Regions from separate parts of the Gasterosteus aculeatus genome. Here region 2 is linked to region 1. The links are chromatin contacts, called in public Hi-C maps. All regions are on one chromosome and are shown on one strand. The core of a region is the stretch at or near the end of the contact, and the rest is flanking DNA. Distances in the headings are between cores, read along the strand shown.

Region 1 (4,749 bases), core at 735-3,234:
GGTTAGCAATGAAAAGAAAGGAAAATTCGGACTTTCACGGACACACTTTGCTCCTCGTCGACTGTTTCTTCTTGTGTCTCAGCGGCACGTGTCCCAGTCGACAGGTGGATCGGGAGGAACGGGCGGGATCCGCAAGTTCAAGTGTACAGAGTGTTGCAAGGCCTTCAAGTACAAGCACCACCTGAAGGAGCACCTGCGCATTCACAGCGGTGAGCTGTCGCCGTGACAACGGCCATTCTCACTCGCACCAGCACTGTTTGAACCAGCGTTTATTTATTAACACTACATGTCTGTAATCAGGGTGGATATAAGTTCATCAAAGCTCTTTTATCCGGATTTAATCATTGGATGGTGTGTTTCCTTTTATTCAGGTCAAATCATCTGCATGAACATATCAAAATGATAATAAAACGTGGCAAATTCCGTCTAAAATTGTCCAAATGTGATTTAAAATCAGAAACCTTTTAGTAACAGATATTATTATATATATATTTAGTTATTTCAAATTTGAATAATACAAATAGTAGATAAATAAGCTAAGTTCATATATTGTTTTAACAGTTTCTGTAATTTCCCTGTGTGCTCCCCAGGTGAGAAACCGTACGAATGCTCCCACTGCAAGAAGCGCTTCTCCCACTCGGGCTCCTACAGCTCCCACATCAGCAGCACCAAGTGTTTGGGCGCCGCCGCCCCCGACGACGTCGTCCCTCGAGCGGCCATCAAACCCCCGCCGCCCACCGCCCAGGCAGCACCGGCTACAACCGCGGCGCCCCGCGTGCTTCTTAAAGAGAAGGCCGAAAGCAAGCCCCTCCAGGAGCAGCTCCCCGTCACCCAGATCAAGTCCGAACCGGTGGAATACGAGTGCAAGCCCGCGATCGCCGCGTCGGCGACTCCCGCCGGCGGGGCCAACGGGGGCGGGGCGGCACAGCCGGCCGCGGCTCCGGCCACGACCCCCGCGCAGGGTGTGGCCATGGTGGTCCCGACGGTCGGCCTCATGTCGCCCATCAGCATCAACCTGAGCGACCTGCAGAACGTGCTGAAGGTGGCGATGGACGGGAACGTGCTGCGGCAGGTGCTGGGCTCGGCCAACGGCGTGGTGACGCAGGGGAAGCAGGGGATCGTGGTGCAGCAGCCGCAGCAGCAGATCATCAGCCTGCCGGCCTTTGTGGACCACGACGGCACCACGAAGATCATCATCAACTACAGCATCGGCCCCGCGGCCGCCACCGCCGCCACCACCCTGACCGCCGCGCTCGTCGCCAAGACCAACCCCGCCCCCGTGCCCGCCGCCCCCACGCCCACCAAGACGGTCAAGCCCTCCGCCCCGGAGGCGGCCGACCTCTCGGCCGTGAAGGCGGAGCCAGAGTCGGTGGCCATCGGCGACGCGGAGACGGGAAGGACCCAAAAGGCCCGGCTGCCTAAAGCCAACAGCTCCAGTACCTGCGTGCTGTGCGACGACTGTCCCGACAACCTGGAGGCGCTGCACCTCCTGCAGCACCGCAAGGCCGCCAACGGGGAGGCCGTCGACTCGGCCGCTCTGGACCCGTCCTTCGCCGCGCTGCTCAGCGAGGCGGGGGTGACACTGGAGGAGCCGCCCGTGGACGACCTGCTCACGCTCCTCAAGTCCTACTTCGCCTCCAACGCCAACCCCGGCGAGGCGGAGCTGGCAAAGATCTCGGAGTCGGCCAGCATCCACGTGGACGTGGTCAGGAAGTGGTTCGCGAAGATGAACTCCGGGAGCAAGGCGGGGAAACGCCGCGAAAAAGACACGGCGGTTTCAGAGACGGCGGAGGCCACGAAATGCAGCTCGCAGGACGCCGCGGATCGGAACGGGCCGGCAGAGGAAAACGGCTCCCACAAAGACAAAGCCTCCTCGGATTCGGGCGGCCGTTCCACGGCGGACTCCTCGCCACGGAGCCTCAGCGCCGGGGACCTCGTCATCATCAAGAGCGAACCGGAAGACCCCGAGTCTGCGGACTCTCAGGCCGAGCCCCTCGACCTCTCCCTCCCGAAGCACACCGCGGCGGCGGAGACGGCCGCGCCGCCCCCCAAGCAGCAGGAGCAGCCGCTCAACCTGACCTGCCTGAGGAAGGAGCAGCTGGGGGGTCGAACCATCTACGTCACCACGCCCCAGACCGGGAGGTCCGTCAGAATCATCACCGCCGCGCAGCTGCCCACGTTAGTGGCCATCGCCGGTCAGGGCACCTTGAGCTGTCTCAACACCACGGCGAAACGCACCATCCTCATCCCCCAGCTCACCTACAGCTACGCCAGCACGGCCGGCGGCGCCACCGGAGCAAAGACCGTCGTGCTGAACGGCCACAAGGTAAGCCCATGTCTGCTCCGCTGCACCGCGGCGGCCGCCGCGGCATTTCAACATTCACGGTTCAAACGGGGAATCCCTGACGTCGCCTTCTTCTTCTTCCAGTTGCAGCAGGAGAAGAAGTCGGACAGCAGCTCTAACGGCGGCTCACCGACGGAGGACCAGAACGACTCGGACTCGGCGTCGCTGACGAAGAAGCGGCGGCTAGAAAACGGCGTCTACCCGTGTGACCTTTGCTTCAAAGTCTTCCAGAAGGGCAGCTCTCTGCTGCGGCACAAATACGAACACACAGGTAGGCCTCACACCTGAGAGGTGGTCTCCCACGTGAGAAGACGTTCGGGCTCTGACCAGGCAGCTATTTGAGACTATTGTTTATTATCATTAATGTGTTATAATTATTACAATGGTAACTTTTACGGGACAGCTGGCCTGTAAATGCACCAGCTCAGAGGTCGACATCAGTTTTCATTGAGACGAGACTCTTGAGGTGCATAAACAGGCAGCGTCCGTCATACGGATGCATTATTACTTTTTAAAGATCGACCGGTGCTTTAAATTTGAGATTTAATCAAAAGTTAATTACGCACCGATTTTAGATTATATGCAAAATGATTCCAAAAAAGCTTGAAAATATAATATCAAAGCAGGTGGCGAGAATGTTTGACGACCCACAAAGACCAACAATATTTAATGTATGACCCCTTTGTGGGGTCCCTAGGTTGAAACACACACATCACTGTAATTTGTTATCTAATTATGCATCGTCTGATTCTCTCGCCTGCAGGAAAACGGCCCCACGAGTGCAACGTCTGCATGAAGGCCTTCAAACACAAACACCACCTGATCGAGCACTCCAGGCTGCACTCCGGGGAGAAACCCTACCAGTGCGACAAGTGCGGGAAGCGCTTCTCCCACTCGGGCTCCTACTCCCAGCACATGAACCACCGCTACTCGTACTGCAAGAAGGACGGGCCGAGCTCTGGCTCCGGCTCGGCGCCCCGCGAGGCCCAGTCCGAGCTCGGCAGCCCCGGTGCCGGACTACAGTCGGACAGTCGGACCACGACGCCGCCCTCCCAACTGGACTCTGACGAGAGGGAGAGCGAGGAAGAGGAGGAGGACGAGGACGACGAGGCCATGTGCATGGACGACATCCGGGTGGTGCAGGTGGACGACGGCGACTGCGAGATCTACGAGGGCAACTTCGAGGATGAGGAGGAGGAGGAGGAGGAGGAGGAGGGGGAGGAGGGGGAGGAGATCGCGGAGGAAGACGCAACAGGGGAAGATCACGCAGAGGTGGAGGAAGTTGTGGAGGAAGACGAGACTGGTGAGGACGAGGCAGAGGAATTTGCGGAGGAAGATGCGGCAGGAGAGGAAGAGGAGAATGTGGAGGAAGGCGCGACACGAGAGGAAGAGGGGGAGGATGTCGTGGAGGAAGACGCGGCAGGAGAGGAAGAGGAGATCATGGAGGAAGACGCGGCCGGAGAGGAAGAGGAGATCATGGAGGAAGACGCGGCCGGAGGGGAAGAGGAGATGATGGAGGAAGACGCGGCAGGAGGGGAAGAGGCGAATGAGGTCATGGAGGAAGACGCCAAAGGTGAAGAGGAGGCCGAGGCAGAGGAGGTGGTGTCCGAGGGGGTCGCGTGTGACGTCCCGCGGGTGGAGGTCGGGGACGATCGCAAGCAAGAGATGGAAGCGACAACTGGAGAGAAGAAGGAAGCGGCGGGCGCGGAGGAAACGCCAGACTGTGAAGCAAACACGGACAAAAGCGGCGCGGAGGAGTCAGCGGGCGCCGAAGCCACAGAGGAAGTGGCGACAGGCGGCGAATGAAGGATTGGGAAATCTCCCGGTTGATGAACCGGAGTGAATAAAGACAAAGCCGCAGACGGGTCGAGGAGTCCCGGTGGTTGCCTGATCTTTACGGTCCACTACTGTGTACAAACACCCAGGTGTGCCTGAACTCGACAAAGAGAAAAACAGAATAGTGACGTTTTTTCCTTTTTTTTTCTTGTGGAGATAAAATATCAGTGTTAAAAATTGTTTATAGAAGTACAGATTTTAAAGCAGGACCCCCCCCCGTCGACCTGCTGAGCCGTCAGCGGCTCCTTTTCCTCTTTTCAGTTTTGTCAGTGTTACTAATCTTGTTTTATTGTTAGAAAAACGTTTTAATGTGTAAAGATGAGAAGAATTTCTATACCTTTTTATCGCCAATGAAGTTTCCTATATCAGTATTTTATTGAGTTCTACGAACAACAACCTCTGCACTACAGTATTCCTGGTTTACCGGCGGATACGCGCCTCACGCATCCTACGCCGCTCAGTGTTACGCGCTCGCTAGCTAGCTAGCGACAAGTCCGCGCCAGTGTTGGTCTTTGCTAGCTAGCATTGCTTTGGTTTTTCAGTTTGACTTTTAGCCTTAAAGAAATCGA
Region 2 (4,749 bases), core at 1,075-3,574, 46 kb before region 1:
CTCGAGGAAAACGAGAAGGCTTCTAACTTCATCAGAATACCGGGTAAACACTCTTTGGCCGGAGGCAATGTCACTTAACAAAAATTACTCCTTAAAACTGGAGGCACTACGAAAGATTATCAAAACAAAATTCACTCCTTATGGAGGAAACAAAGGACGATGAAAACATTAAACTATTAACCTAAATGTATGATTTCACAAAATCAGAATTACTCTCTTGGAGGAAAAACAACGGAGCAGAACACCATGACGTGGTTTTAGAGGCTTAAACAGGAATTGACAAGACAAATGGACCAGACAAAATAAAACAAACCCGACAAGTTCACCGCGGTGTGACAGGCAGATTGTCATATTTAGGGGTTTTAATCGAGGAAAGTAGCCTCTAGATGCCGATGTAAGCTTTAAAATAAGGTGATCGAGTCCTGCATTTGTTACAGAACAGTCGATATGGAGATTTTTATCTGCAACTGCTTTGAGGACAATATAAGCTAAGCACATACATATAATACAATTACAAGTAACTTTATGCAACCTATTTGCCCCCAGACTCCCTGCTGACGTTATCAATGTTTAAATAAAAGGAACAGATTGGCTCCTGCAGGCTCTGTTTCTTAGCATATACCCTGTGTGTTCCAAAAGAGATAATGATTATCTGATGAAATGCACAAATCAATCACTGAATAGCTAAAGTTAAGTACTGAAGAGTACCTTGTTCACTGATACTGATGTTATATGAACTGTCATTAAACACAAACTGGATAATAAATGTCTGAAGGTTCAGATCACACTGGAACTGTGGCTGTAAATAAATTAACAAGGATTAGTCAAAATATGGCTGTGAGTAATGGGGACAACTGATAAGTTGTCACCCACTTTCACATTGAGTTTAAACAATGAAAGGAATTTTAAGATGCTGCCTTGGGCTCTGTAAATATTCAACATTCTTCACATAATTTATGTTTTAAACCATTGAAATACCTGTTTGACGATATAGAAAAAAGACCTTATATGAGTTATTTATAAGTCATTGTTATAAGTAGGTTTACTCCTGAAACATGATTCTCTTCTTTATTGTCTATTCAACAAACCAGATGAACTCACCCTCTCCAGTCTGTTTGGCTCAAAAGCACACCCACACACACACACACACACACACACACACTTAAGAACGCTCCGTCCCATCGATAAACATAAAATGATTGACAGGATCAGAGAGGTGACTTTAAAACCCACATCCAACAGTCTGATTCTAGGTGAGCGCCGTGCTGCAGGTAAGACACATTCCTATTTTATTTCATCTCATGACTTTCTGACAGGAAATAAAAAGACGAAACAAGACAAGTAATCATTTAAACATGAACTCTAATATCAATAGTGTGAGTTTGAGTCAGTTTTTTTTTATGGACAAGCTAATGTCATTACAGACATTTATTACACACGTCTGTGAGCGAGTCCTCTCCAGTCGTAGGGAACTCAAACAAGTATTTGAGTGAAGCAGATACAGAGAGTCATTTCATGTCTGAAAGCATTGACCGTCATCAGGGACAATCACCTGTCTTACAGGTTGCAGATGTTCACATCTGGGCATACCTGTATGCTTACTTTAACATCTTCTCCGCCAATTGCATCAAATCCAAAATACCAGATAAATTATCTTCTGTCTGTAAAAAATACCAACATATTCATGTAATTACTCGGTTTACTTTCAGGCTAATTTTGAGAAACGAAAATTCACTGTTAATTAAATAATAGTCTTTAAACATCCTTTGGTTCTTTGATCTGTGGAGTTCTGAACCTCTGATGGATCACTACTGTTACCGTCGCCCCTTCTGAGACGAGAAGTCAAAAAGAGTCAACTAACTAAAGTTTAAAAATGATAAAGTATTAACTAGCAGAAGCAATACAATTACAAAGTTAAGAACAGTATGAATAGTATAATATTTTGTGAAAAAGTCCCATGGTCCAGGTGTAAAGCTAAACTTATCAAGCCGGTTCCAAAATAATTCTACCAGCCCTTCCCCTGTGTTTGTCCTTCAAAAACTGCTCCAAGGTATTTATGACTCTCTGCTGGCTCCATCTGGTGGTCAAATCTGAAATCCCTGACTGACCTGCTTAAAACCCTGACCGATTTGAGCATAATAGAAGATTACTTAAGAGCCAACCATGCGTTCAATCTATTGACTATCAGCGTAGGAACAGTACTTCACCTCTAAATATGAGTCCAAGAGCAACAGTTAGCTGGTAACATATTATTTAATTTGCTGAATTGGCGAGGAGAAAGTTTTACGGAAAAACATTCATGACGTGTTCATCTGCTTCGTCAAAGTGTTTCAAATTCAAGTGAATTTCCTCTTTTACAATTACAGTGAAGATTTGTAGAGAACAAACCACCGCATTTTCAGAAAGATGTCCTCCCAAGTCCGCCTGAGTCTGCTGCCGAGAGCCAGATGCATGTTCGACGAGCCCGTCCAGGTGAAGGTGGCCGGTCTCAGGTCGGGACAGATGGTCACCCTGAGAGCCAGATCCACTGACGAGAAGGGAGTGGTGTTCAGCTCCTCGGCCACCTTCAGGGCTGATGGGAGCGGGCAGATCGACCTGGAGAGGGACCCCTCCCTCGGTGGGACCTACACCGGCGTTGAACCCATGGGTCTGCTTTGGTCCATGAGGCCGGACGCTTTGCACAAGAGGTTCCAAAGAACAAAGTCTCTAAACGCCCACGTGGTGAAGATCTCAGTGCACGAGGAGGAGGAGGGAGACGAGGAGGGCAGGATGCTGGCAGAAGCGACCAATGAGAGGCTGCTGATTGGAGACGGAGTCATCCGGCGCACGGTCAGAGAGGGGAATATTCGTGGGGTCCTCTTCACTCCGCCAGGTCGGTGGCCTTTAAGCCTCTAAGTTGCATAAAAAATCTTCACCCAAGAGATCAAAGATACAATGAATTGACCTTTTTTACAATTGAAAGTGACGAAAACAGAACACACATGATAGCTAGCATGTAGCATGTATATCACTCTCAATCCTCCCTCAATGTTTTTTCCGATCCAGGAGTGGGTCCATTCCCTGCAGTGCTGGATTTATACATTTTAGGGGGAGGTTTCTCTGAGAAGAGGGGCGCTCTGCTCGCCACTCGAGGATTTGTGGTCCTGACCGTAGTGGCGTACGGTTACGATGACTTGCCCAAGAAGATGAAAGAGATCCATCTGGATTATTTCGAAGAAGCAATACAGTTTTTGAGAAAACAAGATAAGGGGAGTTCTCTAAATCTTTTGAGATTTTTGGTGACACATTTCAGAGTGTGGTTGTCTAACCACCCTTAGAGGACTTAGAGAATACTTCATGCCTATCTGCAGGAAAACTAATGCGTAATTCATTTTGTTCCCCCTGCAGGTTGGCGGTAAAGGAGTTGGTGTGATTTCAATTTCGAAAACCGGAGATCTGGCACTGTCGATGGCCTCTTACCTGCAAGGTGTCGAGGCCGTAGTGTGGATCAACGGCTGCTCCGCCAACACGCTTCTTCCCCTCTACTATAAGAAGAGCCAGATCCTCCCCCCGTTAATGGTTGACCTCAGCAAGCTGATTCCCACTGAGTCCGAGGCCTTCAATACCAAGAAGGTTCTGAACGACCCTCGTGCAGAGGAGAACAAGGCCACGCTGATCCCTGTGGAGCGGGCGGAGGGACGTCTCCTCTTCGTGGCCTCAGAGGACGACCTCAACTGGGACAGCAAGGCTTACGTGGACATGATGGTGGAGCGACTCAAGCGTCACGGGAAGGACAACTTTGAGAGCGTGTGTTACCCCGGAGCGGGACACTATCTAGAGCCGCCTTACGGACCATACTGCCCCTCCAGTTTGCATTGGGTGATAGGCAAGGTGGTGCTGTTGGGGGGCGAGGCCGGGTCCCACGCTGCAGCTGAGGTCCACCTGTGGGAGGAGATCCAGGAGTTCTTCAGGACTCACCTGAGCTGCAATCTTGTGCAGATTAAAGCCAAAATGTAGAGATAAATACGGATACACAATCTTCAACGAATGAAGTTGATACATTAAATCATTTCTTTGTAGAATCTAGAACAGATGCAAGAGTGATTTTTACTTGCCTTCATATGAATAAACATTTTAACTTCATACAACCTTAAACAAGTCTCATCTTTATGCCTCTTCTGTTCCTTCCAGACATTCAAAGAACGACGTGTGGAGCTTTTATAGATTCATAAATGTTTCAACCTTCCCGTCAGTCTCGTCATACCGCTGCAAAGCAGCCTTGGAAAGAAACACAGAATGGAAGAGACCTGAAAAGGGAAATGAGAGGCAGGGTACCAAATGTGACTTATAGGCAACAATCTCGTGCTCATCTTTCTCCTCCGCTCGGAGGCGACAGATGAGGCATCATTGTTCCACGCGGCCTCTTCTCAGTGCAAACCCGTCAACATAGCGGCGCCAGCCTCGATCCGTCTCCATTTACTGGGTTGCATTGTTTGAAAAGCTCTTTCACTGCCTTTCGTTGACTCCGCGTGTTTGTGCTTTGCTCCCTTTCTGTCGTCTCCGTTCCACGGGGTTCTCGTCAGCCTTCGGGCTTCTGAAAGGGAGGGAAATGTACCTGCGCTTGCAAACGGAAGCTTGAGGGCTGTATTTGCTCCACAGGTGGAAATGGATGCGGTGGCCTCCCTGTCATGTGACGGGAGGTTATTATTTCCATGTTATCATCCATCTTGCAACTGTGTATCATGAACATTCAAAGATGACAAACTATGA

The links. Hi-C and Micro-C count contacts between places; a contact is called where the count stands out from the background.
Region 2: a Hi-C map of skeletal muscle shows a contact between it and region 1, with 11 times the contacts expected there. The contact joins the promoter of LOC120816632 here to the enhancer-like site in region 1. A contact is called at or near these places in 5 of 6 Hi-C or Micro-C datasets (liver, skeletal muscle, tail fin and 1 more).

Annotation. Positions count from the first base shown.
Region 1 is chr3:16,477,481-16,482,229 of fGasAcu3.hap1.1, reverse strand. LOC120815791 (zinc finger E-box-binding homeobox 1) reads left to right here. Exons shown (of 8, transcript XM_078099731.1): 5 at 83-209; 6 at 591-2,326; 7 at 2,429-2,615; 8 at 3,108-4,749. The coding sequence ends at 4,150. Among protein-coding and RNA genes, the nearest start is that of LOC144405548, 19 kb to the left of the region's middle. Within about 2 kb of position 1,984, at least 1 of the 9 cell types and tissues checked has open chromatin away from gene starts, as enhancers often do.
Region 2 is chr3:16,524,176-16,528,924 of fGasAcu3.hap1.1, reverse strand. It overlaps LOC120816632 (acyl-coenzyme A thioesterase 1), which reads left to right and starts at 2,324. Exons shown (of 3, transcript XM_078099735.1): 1 at 2,324-2,872; 2 at 3,046-3,293; 3 at 3,388-4,128. The coding sequence starts at 2,407. The coding sequence ends at 3,996.